2 separate regions of the Zea mays genome follow, and region 1 is linked to region 2. The links are chromatin contacts, called in public Hi-C maps. All regions are on one chromosome and are shown on one strand. Each heading gives the region's core, a stretch centred on a gene start, on an enhancer-like site or on the middle of the called end of the contact. The rest is flanking DNA. Distances are from core to core; before and after follow the strand shown. Region 1 holds the start of LOC107522034 (Vesicle-associated protein 1-1). Region 2 overlaps LOC100194030.

Region 1 (6,365 bases), core at 1,911-4,410, 320 kb before region 2:
CTCAACTCCCTCCATTTACAGCAGAAACAATATCGTTGCTTCATTAAAAAGAAAAACAGACCCGCAAAAAGGCAGTGTGACAAGAGAAGAGTGGAAGAAATTTTAGCTAGGGGCATGCACGAAGGAGCTTTTTTCGCTAGCAGAAGTGGCGCCATGTCGCTGGCAGCATCATTGTTGCTCGCGGCCAAACAAGGATAGACAGGCTCAAGGTGACGAGCGACTGGCTCGACCAGCAGCTGCAGGGCGAGACGGACGGCTCGACCGAGACCTTGAGCGACTGAAGCGGAATATCAGAGAAGAGGAGAAGGGGTGGGGAGCAAGCGACATTACCGCAGCAGATCTCGGGGAGGAGGAGGCGACGACGCAGCGCTCGGGGAGGAGGAGGCGACAGCGCGGCGCTCGGGGAGGAGACGAGCGGTGCGGCGGCTGAAGCGGAATCTGTTTCCTGATTTTAGGTTAAGAAAGTTTCAGAGACTTCTAATTCAGGCCCAAGAAATGGATGGAAAGTTAGTTTCCAATTCTATAGTTTGCCAAACAAATTAGCCCAAGAATTAAATTCCAATTCAGCCCAATTCCAATCAAACAAACGGGCCCTTAGACAAAAGTCACTTTTAGTGTGAGCTTTGGGTGAAAGTTAACTCCTTAAATTAGCGTTTGGTTTTTTCTAAACCAAAACATGTTGAAAAGCCCGATTAAAAAAGATCTAAAACTTAAAACCATATGCCTGTTCATAGTATATTTGCATTCCTTTCGCGGGTTCTGCGAACCCACCAGATAAGATTGAGAAGATCGAGGCCCTAAAAACCCCTAGAGCCCACCAGACATCATTCAAGAGGCCCAGTATCTCAAGGGGCCACAACAACTGAACATATTAGCGTAGTTTCGTTGAGTGCACCTGTGCACGTCTCTGTCAGCCATCCGCAGAAGAACGGCAACTGAAAATGAATCGGTCTAGGGATGACGTACGGGAGCAAATCCGCAAGGAAGAAACTTGAGCGAGCGCATATGTGTTTCGTCCGCACGCCTTAGACCATTCGTGCGTCGCACTGTTGGACCGTGACCACTGACCATATCTGATCAACATTTTTCTCTCTTATATAGGCGACGTGTCTGATATCCTTAAGAAACATCTACGTATTCTGGCTTTCTGAAAGAAGCGATAAAGAAATACGTAGCCTGTCACAACCAGAGGACGCGTATTCGTACGTGGAGTCGTGGACTCGTGGTGGAAACCTGGCTGGAGTTTTGTGTTGCAGATATATAGGGCTAGTTTAGAAACTTAAATTTTCTTAGGATCTCTGTCTTTTTTTAGTGTGGGTAATCCCAGAGAGTGTCATTTGTATAAAACATTATTACTATTTAAAGAAGCGACAGCAGAGCTTAACAATTCATGCCTTTTAAAAAAAACTCTCTGCTTGTTTTCAACTCCACATAGAACCGCCCGCCAGCATATATATATCATCAGTTGAATCACAGCAGTCCATCTCAGGACCCATGACTGGGCACCCAATTTTGTCTTTATCACAGAACAAAACTCTACGGGCCTCTTTGGAATCAAAGTCTTTCGAAACCATGGTTTCCAAATATTGTGGTTTATAATTGTCGTGACATAAATACTATGTTTTTTAAATACCATGTTTTTTCACAGTTTTCATGGAAACCGATGCTTGTTTGGTTCCAAAGTTTAGAAACCTAGTAATAACTGCATGAGGAGTGGACGGCGGGTGATCGGGCCATCGTGGCAGAGGCCGGTGACGGAAGAAAACCAAGGAAAACTGAGGTCTAGACCTCAGTATCCAGAACTCCAAAAATACTACAGTTTTAGGTAAACTATGATATTCAAAACAGAGTTTTGATAGCACCAACCAAACACCTTTTGGCTTCTAAAACCATAGTATTGTACAATATCATAGTATTGCTTTAAAAGTATAAAAATACTATGCAACCAAACAGCCTCTACACTTGCATCAATACCTCTTCTATCGTCGCTGAATGAGTTCTCAATGGCAAGAAACAATAGCCCCAATAACACCCGGGAATTGTAGATGCAATAAAATACAGGTACTTTTGACTGGGAATAGGCTAAAAGTGCTCGTTTATAAATGAATAATCCAGACAGACGGAGCAACATCAGCATCAAGGATCAGGATCATCCACATTCAGCCCCTTTTCTATTCCCCCAGAGTGTCAGGTAGTATTACTGTTGCCTTAATTTGGCATGTTGTTATGCGGATATTGAGCCTATTTGATTCAGTTTTTTTTTAAGCTTTTATGAGAATCTGGCTGTGAAAAAAATTGGATCTGAATATTATGGAAATTATGTGTGGATGAAGATAAAATGGTCAAATAGGGTTTAAAATGTACCAAAGTTACAGTTTCCTACTATCACAACGACTCGGTCAATTTTTTGTTTACTTTGATTTTGAATGATTTTGACTAAAATAATTTTCATAAACACAGGCCGAAAAGTTGAGCGTTGTCTGCAGCAGCTTTAGTGGCTAGAAGTTTTTTTAAAAAAAAACTGAAACAAATAGAGCCATTTTATATTCGTGAAAAGTAGAACTCTATCTGTGATCGGATATTCCCGTTTGTCCATTTTGTAGAGTCCGTATCCGCATCCCCAGTTGTCCAGCTCCAGCCGTGCGGAGAACAGGAACCAGAAGTCAGAAGCGCTTCCGTGCCGGTTCAAGAATAGCAGCACCGTACCAGCCAGCCAACAGGGTCGCCTGCAGTTGCAAGCTCGGAACTCTCCGGAGACTCGTAGCATCACTTCACAACTGGCTCTATGAAAAGGACCAGTAGCAACAACAACACGCGCGCTGGTCAATACTGACGACGTTCGCTATAAAACGGTCGTTCGAAGATGGCGGCACGGGACCTAACTGCAGCCCGGCCGATGTGGCCTGCTGGAGCGCGACACCTCGCGCGACTTGCGTATGGCTGCCGCCGGGAGCAGGAAGTGCCGTTGACGCGCGGCGCGGTCGCGGAAACGAGGCCCGGATTCGAACCCAGACGAGACGATCGGTGCGACTCGCGACCGATTCGAACCGGATCCAGCACGTTGGTAGAACTGGCGACCCGGACGCGAAACGGCCTCGGATGTAGACGCCGCAACCGCCTTCTGAATCCTCCGGAGGAAAATGGGCGGGCCGGCAGATAGGAGGAGTAGCTCAGAACCTCAGATAGCTCGGGGAGCGAAAGAGAGAGAGACCGACGCGCATCCTCATCCTCCCCGCCTCAAACTCGCGTCGCGGGGACGTGTCCGTTCACACGAGTATTCTGCGTAGCCACGTCGCCGGTGTGCGGTAGCGGTAGCGGTAGCGGTAGCAGCCAGGGCCCAGGGCTGCTTCTCGCCCCTTCCAAAATCCCGAGCTTTTCCCCGGTTTCGACCCTTCGTTTTCCTCCGCTTCCTCCTCTGCTCCACTGCTTCAGGAATAGGTGCCTCAGGAATATAGGTAGACGGAGAAAAAAAAACACAGAGAGAGAGAGAGACGGAGGGGAGGCATCGAAATTCCGAATCCCCACCTCGCCGCTCCCACCACCACCGCGGATTGCGTCCCGTTCGATTGCGCAGGAGTTTCTGTTCCAGGATGAGCACCGAGTCAGGAGAGCTGCTCGGGATCGACCCCGTCGACCTCCGGTTCCCATGTATGCGTCTTTTATTTTTGCTATTTATTTTTTTCCTTCCTCGCGGCGCGCGGATTCTATTGGTTTCCTTGAAAATTTCTCAGTAGTCGCCATAGCGAACATAGCTTCGCTAGCTATTCGGGGGAAATTTTATTGCGCTCTGTCGAACGCCCATTCGATAATCTTCTACTGGCTGTTTCTCGGGTGTTCATCATCTTTTTATCCTTTCTGCGGTTCATTTCGACATGTGTTCTGTTGCTTCCTAATCATTTCGAGGTAACATGCAGTCGTCCCGTCCTGTACTGTTCATTCCTTTCCTGATTTCCTTCTCCTCTCTGAATCATGCAGTCGAGTTAAATAAGCAGATCTCCTGCACGCTGCAGCTGACGAACAAGACAGACAAGCAGGTCGCGTTCAAGGTAAAACGAATCCTTTCCTGCGCGTTCCCGGGCAGGAGAAGCCAGCCACGCGAAACAAAATGGTACCGTACCCGTAGTGGACTGAGCTTGTGCGACACCGCCCGACTGTAGGTCAAGACAACGAGCCCCAAAAAGTACTGTGTTCGGCCAAACAACGGCATGGTGGCGCCCCGGTCCAAAGCTGACGTTGTTGGTAATTTAGTGCCTCGCATGATTGTCATGGCATAGCTGCCCTTTATTTCCACATCTTATACCCACCGTGAATCGTTGGATTTTCAGTCACAATGCAAGCGCAGCGGGACGCGCCACCGGACATGCATTGCAAGGACAAATTCCTTGTGCAGAGCGCCATCGTGGCCAAGGAGACCATGCCGAAGGAAGTCACTGGAGACATGGTAATAAGTCGCATTTTAGTGTGTTGGTAGTTTTCTTTATCATTTTATAGGGGGGTGCTCCTTCTGTTCACTAAAAAAAAATCTTAATGATGGGTTATGTAGTTTACCAAAGATTCAGGCAATATAGTGGATGAAGTGAAGTTGAAGGTAGTTTATACAGCGCCATCGTCCTCTCAAAGCGAGGGATTTGAGGATGGTAATCTCGGCAGTTTGAGTTATCAAGAGGTAAGAATTTGAGTTTAGTGTTGATTGTTATATAAGGAGTAGATTTCAAAAAAACCTACAAGTATTTACACTTAGGTTGCAAAAACTTCAACTTTGGGGCATATTGCAGAAACCTAACATGCAGTTTTTCTGCAATAAGATGTCAAAATAACTATAGGTTTCTAAAATAGGCACCAAAAATTGCAGTTTTCAACCCATGTCAAATTCTTTTTTTGGTATTTGAATTTACTCTTATATAATTACAGCATGTATTTCATGATCTGTGCCAACGAACAGTTGGGCTACTGCCTACTGCCTGCCTGACTAACATTTTGGCATTTTTGCACTGATAAGTGATTCTCTCCAATATCCACCTTCTAAAAGTGAAAGTGATTCTTTCTTTGCAGGAAACAAAAGAACCCAAAGAATCAGAAAAAATAATCTCTGAGGTGAACCTCTTTTATATAAACATTGTCAAGCTGTACCTACTAAAGATCCTAGGTGTAGTACTTTTGCACTTGAAATACTCGTACCTCAAAAGTGATCAAATTTGTAGCGTCAGCAATCCATTTGCTTAAATATTGCAAAGAAGTAGATGGAATTAATCATTGCTCTAAATGTATCACTTGAGCTCATTTCGGTATCTGTTTGCCATTGGATGAAAACTTTTGAAGATTCAGAAATTACAGATAGCCTATCTTAGATAGTTTATCTAATTGCATTCTACTTGAAGCAATCAATATTGAATATGCTGTTTCCAAATGACATATCCTATGGATAGTCTCTCAAATAGCATTCAATTATAAGGCCATAGCATTGCTTCACTTCAAACTGTTAATTTGACTTATTCTCTTATCGGTTATAGCATATTTAACTGGAATCGTTCAATCTTCTTGTAGTCCACATTTGCAGCCTTTTGATTATTGTTGTGTGGCTACAGTGTTCTTAACTGCAGTTTTCCAGCGTTAGTTCATCAATTATTTGTTCTCTTATATCTGTATAAAATTAGATGTAAACATACATTAATTAGCGGTGTTGTGCTCTCATGTATTAGCATTCTACCTGTATCGAATTCTTCAGCTTGTCAGCAAATTTTTAAAAGCAAAGCAATCGAGTCCTTGGTAGGTTACATGGACTCCATTACAGGCTTGACATGGTCTATTTATGCCTCTGTAGCCATTTGCTTTGATTTCGAAACTGATGGAGGAGAAGAATTCTGCTGTTGAGCTGAACAACAAGCTTCGACAAGAATTGGTCAGTGCCTCATTGGATTTTTTTGCTTATTATGCAAACAGTTAATAATTCGGTTACCCTTGACTTTAGGCTACATTCACCTTTTATTTTCTTGGCTAGACAAAGTTATGTTATAGCTCTTTTGATAGCTTTTGCATTTCTGTACATATCACTTTCAGATTGTATCCTGGTTTCTTTTGTTACATATGTTTTACATAGCCTTATCCTTTTTATATCTTCCATCCATTTCTCTCGTTCTCTTTTTAGTTCCTTTTGCTTTTCATGGTTCCATCAAGTGCAGAACTACATGTGCAGGTTCACATGATCCCTCCATCCACCTTTATAAAGTGTATTTTTATCTGAACATAATCCCTTCATAAGGTTTGACCAACAACTATGTCAAATTATATGCTTGTCTAGTGTACAGAAGTTATATCTATAGATTCATATTTTAAAATGCTTTTGTATGTTTTTGATCCTATAGCAA
Region 2 (6,575 bases), core at 1,037-3,536:
TACTATTTTTATATCTTTTCATCATCTAATATCATTTTTCTCAACTAATCTCTAGTACCTATTAAGACGGTAAGGGAGACCCTCATTCCGTGTTCTGCGCTCATTCCCATTCCTAGCTGCTTGTCTTTCTTATTCCCTATTCCCCCTCCCTGCAAAGCTTATTCACATTTCCATTCCCGGCTATCACGTGTCTTTCTCATTCCCCCTCCCACAAAGCCTATTCTCATTCCCACGTGCATCCCACGCCTAGCTAAAATTAAATTAAAAAAACAGGCTCCAAGGGGATTCGAACCCGCGAACCTCTCAAATAAATGTGTTTGTAGCTACCACTACACCACATGTGTGTTTATGTCTACATCTATTATAGTAAAAACATATAATACATCTCTCCCGAAGCCCACCTGCTACCCTTGCACAATGTGTAGTAGTAGATAAGTATCACTGAGATTATTAAATTATATTTTTGGATTGAGGGAGTAATATTTAAAGAAGAGCCTTGCATGCAATTTCTTTTGTTTGAATAATATTTTCAACTTAAATACTTTTTTTTGCATGTGTAACATTTATTCTCCATAATATTTTCCATGGATCTAACTTATAAACCATTTTCATAAACCAATGCCAAAGATGAATCCATGTTTCTTACTTGGAAACCCCGAACAAACACCACTAGCACGAGGCGCTCGCGTTGGCGTCGCTCACCGACGACGAGAAGAAACTTGGCGACTGACAGTTCGAACTCTGGAAGCAGTCCTACATGGCCCATGCGCCGCTGTGTACGGCAAGCTCCGGCGCAGCCGCCGCTTGGACGTGGTCTAGAGCGGCTGCACCGCGCTGTCCATCGTCAAACATGGGAACCTCATGGTCGTCGCCAATGTCGACGACTCTCGGGTTGTTCTGGGCATCGCAACCTACGACGACGCCATCACGCCGTCTAGCTCATCATGCACCTGAAGCCTAACCTGCCACGTAAGTCGCTACTGACCGACCATGAATTCTTGTGCGCTGGAATGATGACCATTGTTGTTGTTGTGTGAGTGTCCTCGAACAAGATGTATGTAGAGGAGTAGCACATCCGGTGGTGCAACGACCAGGTGTACTACCTCGCTGATGAGCCCGGGGTGCACTTCATTTGGCAGCCCAGCCAAGAGTGATCGGTACTCACCATATCGCGCGCGTTCGACGACTATTATATCAAGGATTGTGGCGTCATCTCGACACCGGAGGTGAGCAGAGGTGGACCGACAACAATGACCACTCGCCATCGTCGGGGTACCTTTTGTGCCGGCCTACCTTTAATTCTCTTCGCAAACACACACTTGCATTTTTTGTTTAAGCAAGCGTGTATGGTGGTGCGTGCCTGATGACTAACGATGTACGACGGAACTTCTACCGGCAGGTGTGGCACGTGCTCTCCAATAATGAGACCATGCAAATCATGACATATATCGAAGTCTGCATGATACTGATGGTTGCAATGTAGTAGTGAAACAACTAAATTAAAATAACAAAATTTATGTATGGCTAGGATCACAAATGGATTATGAAATATTTTCTTATAACAATATAAGACACATTTTGTATATAAGTTATCATGGTATTATATGTTCCCGTTGCAACGCACGGGTACTGACCTAGTAAATAATGGTGTGCACAGAATTTGATGCAAGGGGGTTGACATAAATCACCCTTGATCGGGCGTGCTGTGGCTTGCAGCAAGGGTAGGAGAGGGGGTAGAGACAGACGATGCACCGTGGTTGTGACGCTAAATTGATACAGGATTAGGGGGAGGGGAGGTATAGAGTAAAGCGTTGAAACAAGTTTAAGTCTATCCACAGCGGTTTTCTCTATTTTTTCCCTCTATATCATTTTTTGTGTCATATCATCAACATTTTACCCCCTAAATTTTCATCTCCCACAGCAGTTCCCCTATATTTTTCATTATACCCCACTACAACCATAAAATATTATTTTTTATATCTACTTTTTAACTAATATCAGTTTTTTATCTACTAACAATTGATCGTAAACCCACTGCTACAGAAATGAACAGGGTGAATCTAAAGCAGGGAGAGAGAAAGGGACCGGCCGGTAAGGGTCCTGCAGGGGGGCAACGGGCAACGCTGCTGGCGTGGAGTGCTGGCTGGCGGCAACCGCTGCAGCCAGCCTAACGTCCCGCGGCGAGTGCGGGGCCAGTCTGCGGCCGGGCCCACGTGTTAGCCGACCCATGGCGGCTACATCGCCCGTTACGACAGAGGATCCGAGTGCGCCGGCGAGGGGCAACGAGTCGATGACGAGATGAAGATGTGAAGGGCATGGAATGGCCTTCAACAAGGAGCCTAGCCTACGCCCTACGAGTGTAGCTCGGATTTTGAGCAAGGGCAGGAAGTAAATGCAGAGTTCAGAGTTCCTGTCTAGCTGCGGCCGCTGCCGCTGTCGATGCAGTGGTACTCGCAGGGTGGCGAGGGGCATCGCCATCATGATGATACAGCCGGACATGTGCTCGGGGGCTCAGCTCTCAGGTCTCAGCACACAGCAGGAGTGAAGGACCGCTCCGGGTCCGCCCCTGCCTCGCTTTCTTTTTCTCCTACTTCGCTCCTGCCTCACTTAGTCGCTTTCTTTTTCTCCTACTAACGTTTTTGTATGTGTGCAGCCACTACAGCGCGGATAATGCAGTAATTTTCTTCTCTTAAAAGGATAGATGTTCCAGTAGAACCAGAAGTGCTGCCAAGTTTTCTGGATCACTCATGAAAGAATTTTACTACTTTCCCGATGAGATTTCGCGTATGAAAGGAACTCGAGAACTATACTGTAGCTCAGTTGTCCCCTATGGGCAATTGGCAAAGCATAATTTTGGGTTCATCTGGATTTCACCTCTGGCTGTCCCCATATATGGTGGAAGGCAGAAAACATTCTAAAAAAGAAATACAGAGAACATGGGAAAGCTTCACGCCTCGAGACAAATATGGCGCTGCAAAATCAACATGGAGAAATGAGGAAAACCTACCCTCCCATGCTGGCACGAAGGCGTGTCACGAGGGAGCGAGAGGTCGTTTGCACTTGCCAGTTGCCACTTTTAGTTCACCTGGCCAAAGCCATGGCGAGAGAAGGCTCGCCCAGGCAGGGAAGGTGAATTAATTAGTGTATATATACACATACAACCTTTTCGGGGGCAAGCCAGTAACATGTTGAGATTTCTGGCCAGCATAAACCTGCAAAGATAAGATAAACCCAACTAGAAACAATGTCAGCACCATGGCGAACCAAAGTCAAATTTAAGAGCAACGCATTTGACGAAATGATGTACGTGACTCAAGTCAAGCAATCTTTTTTTCTCGATCTTGCTTATCATTTCATTAAAAGAAAGGGTTACAGAGACACCACACACGAACTCACGCCACACCCAAAAGAACAGCACCCAAGGGGTTAAGATGAACCGTGTGGGCTATAGGAGTACTAGATGTTTGTTTCCAAGATTTCTCTAACCTGAGCAGCTCAGGTAATTATATCACGAAAAGGAAAGAAACAGAGTGCAAAAACAGCTGCAACGTTTGTTATTATGAAAAAAACAAGTAAACAGTTCTTTACACATAACCTGGACAGGTTGCTTGTGCCGAACACAAAGTCAGCACAAACGTGACGAGCGTTTTATCCAAGCAAATCTAAATGGTGACCACGGCACCAAGCAAAAGTGACATGACTGCAAGGGTAAGACAGCACAACATGATGCAGCTCACCACCGATTATTTGCAAACTTAACCAGTTCACTACCGTTCAGACTCCAGACTTCAAGTTCAATGGCCGACCTGTCACCCAATAACCCATCTGAGGCCCACATCCCCAAGTTCGACTCGGGCAACAAGCTTGTGTGAGCACCGACAGATCACACGCCCAGAACCAGCAACAGGGTTAAAATGTCCTGTGTGAAACAGCTAATGACACAATAGGATGAAAATAAGAGAAAAAGAAACTAAAAGCAGGACAGGGCCTAGGAATAGGCACCTAGAATATACACTACTTTGTGCCTAATGTGGCAGGACATTTGCCCTCATATAGCCATAACAGTGTCAGCATGACAAGGTGTAATAAAAAAAGTTGGGTGCCTCATCTAATGTTATCCACCAACATAGAATTGTCTCTGATGCAACAAACGAGATCAACACCATAAAACCTGCACATATAACATAGGGTCAACTCTATTCACATACTGGCTCTTTTCATGCACTTATACACACTAACACACTAAATATACAGAATCGAGTGAATTCTTGCAGGTTAAATCCTAACGGGTGCCAAACTTTCCAGTTGCCTCCAGGCTCCAGCAATGGAGCATCTCTATGAAACTATGTTAAGAATTTCAAGTTTGAATTTTAGACTTAAGCCATTCAAGTTCATGAATAAACAATCTACGCTCAACTCCGTCACTATACAAGTGACAAAGTATTAAATCTGCAAAACAGCTAAAGAAAGTTAACGACTCCTTGGAGATCTGGATAAAATGGTCAGGACACGGTTACCAAGTACCATGTCTTGCGGACAAAAGGTAGATAAACTAATAACATGTTACAGTCAATCGCAGGTTGAAGCATCCTAGCTGGCAGTTAAAACCCACTTAACTCATACTTGCACATGTACTTCTATGAAACAAAAAAATGATAACAATATGTAGTACAATTCAAATGTAAAGTACATTGAAGAATTTCAGCAATTTTATGTTCTGGCAACAAAACCACTAAATCATTCTATGGAGCGTGCAAAAGGGATCAGTTGAAACAGTATTTTTAGGATATTGTTAAGTTATGCTTAAAGAACCAAGTAGCAGGTGTCAATGGACCATGCAGACAGACAGATAGACCCCCAAAAAGAACTAAAAATAATTACCTGATGAGCTGGTATTTACAAAAGTTCTCATTATTCGCGGAGAAATGAAAGCATATGAAAACGGTCAGATTATTGGCAGTATATAGCCTGGTCTATCTGAGGAGGAATTGATTTTATTTCAGTCCCAAGCTCTTGTTCAATCCTATACCTGTTACCAGAAACAGTATTCTGTCAGAACAATGTCGGTAATAGAAAAGGTCAACAGTTGTAGTGGGAAAATTTACGTACAAGTTAAACCGGTCCTCATAGGTGATCAAATTAACGGCCAGACCAAGGTGGCCAAATCTCCCAGATCTACCAACCTGGCAAGCCAAAAGAGGGCGTTAAATTTACCAAAGATGGATGCCACAAGTGGAATGCAACAGACAGATTCAATTCCTAAATATCACTAATGGGGCGTTTGGATCCATGCATTTTGGAGGAATTGAAATTTACTTAATAAAGTAACCTATTTAGCTTGGAATTTAACATTCCGCCACTTTCTAAAGTTCAGATATAAGACTATCTCAAATTCACGGTGTGGAGGATGTGAAATGATTTTATGTGTCAGTAGAATTTGTTTCTACTCTACAACTTATAGGACGCTCTTCGGCTCACTCCTCTATAATAAAAATGTAGCACGTAAATATCTCCGACATCTTGCAAATAATAGTATATAGATATATTTTGTATAAACACAAATTAGCTTAATTGATATGTGCCTAAATTACTATTATTAGAATGGAATTCAATTCCAAGGATACAAACGAGGCGAAGGATAATCTGTAAACAACAAGCATTTTTTATTTAAAAAAAGTGCCTCAAAACTGCTAAAATATGTCAGTTGTGCATCATAGTATATTAGTATGCCACACTTATATTTTAGGTTATGAAACAAAGTGAAAACAGATAAAAGGAACAGTTAAATCAATCCTACCCTGTGGAGATATGTTTCAGAGTTCTTGGGGAAATCAAAATTGATAACAACATTCACAGCTTGAATATCTATTCCCCTTGTAAAAAGATCTGCAAAACAAAAGATACAAAGTTTGTTAGAAAACATAAACAAGCAATACAAACTACCTACATGCCACTCAGTCCAAAACCTTAAGGCTCCTTCACATTTTGTTTAACAGAAGAATGGCATTCATAATCTTACACAATAACATTCCAGCAACCAATTGATAGAAAAAGATGGTGGAAACAGAATTGACTGACATCGAAGGATTTCTAGCATCTTTACCATTTAGATTTCACCACACGAACTAAATTAATAAACAAATGTTTGACCTTAGCAATTTGCATGTCCTGTGTTTCACCTATGCTTCTCCATAGCCTTGGGAGTATACATCTCAAAATGGTATATTAAAGAACAAAGAGTATAGTCAGGGCATGTTTCCCTCTCTATCCGAACTACAATGCTTTGGAGGAAACTGATTGAATCACATCAGTCAGTAGGTTATGGATGATTATTTCACATTTTTTTGCTTATACCTAATACTTCCTTGTTAGTGTGCATTCTGAACTATGGAGCAACATAATTGTAGTAGTTCAAGTTAGGCCCTATTTAGAGCCCTGCTCCCTGATCCTTCAGTTATGCTCCTTGATTATCCAATGGAGTGATTCCATTGGATTCCTAGGAGAGAGCAGGGTGGGGAGCTGATGGGAATTGATTCTCTGCTGATCCATACCAGAATATAACAGGGAGCAGGGTT

The links. A called contact is a pair of places that touch in the nucleus more often than the background predicts.
Region 1: a contact with region 2 is called in a Hi-C map of tassel, with 4 times the contacts expected there. The contact joins the promoter of LOC107522034 here to the enhancer-like site in region 2. A contact is called at or near these places in 2 of 25 Hi-C or Micro-C datasets (ear and tassel).

The regions. Positions count from the first base shown.
Region 1 is chr5:193,300,307-193,306,671 of Zm-B73-REFERENCE-NAM-5.0, reverse strand. LOC107522034 (Vesicle-associated protein 1-1) reads left to right here and starts at 3,160. Exons shown (of 8, transcript NM_001322276.1): 1 at 3,160-3,648; 2 at 3,976-4,046; 3 at 4,158-4,239; 4 at 4,326-4,441; 5 at 4,544-4,666; 6 at 5,053-5,094; 7 at 5,822-5,899. The coding sequence starts at 3,591.
Region 2 is chr5:192,976,227-192,982,801 of Zm-B73-REFERENCE-NAM-5.0, reverse strand. It overlaps LOC100194030, which reads right to left. Exons shown (of 9, transcript NM_001359378.1): 7 at 5,798-5,886; 8 at 5,110-5,183; 9 at 3,577-5,029. The coding sequence ends at 4,951. Among protein-coding and RNA genes, the nearest start is that of LOC100194030, 8.9 kb to the right of the region's middle. Within about 2 kb of position 2,286, at least 19 of the 20 cell types and tissues checked have an H3K27ac peak or open chromatin away from gene starts, as enhancers often do. A contact at or near this core is called in ear and tassel, where this site is marked.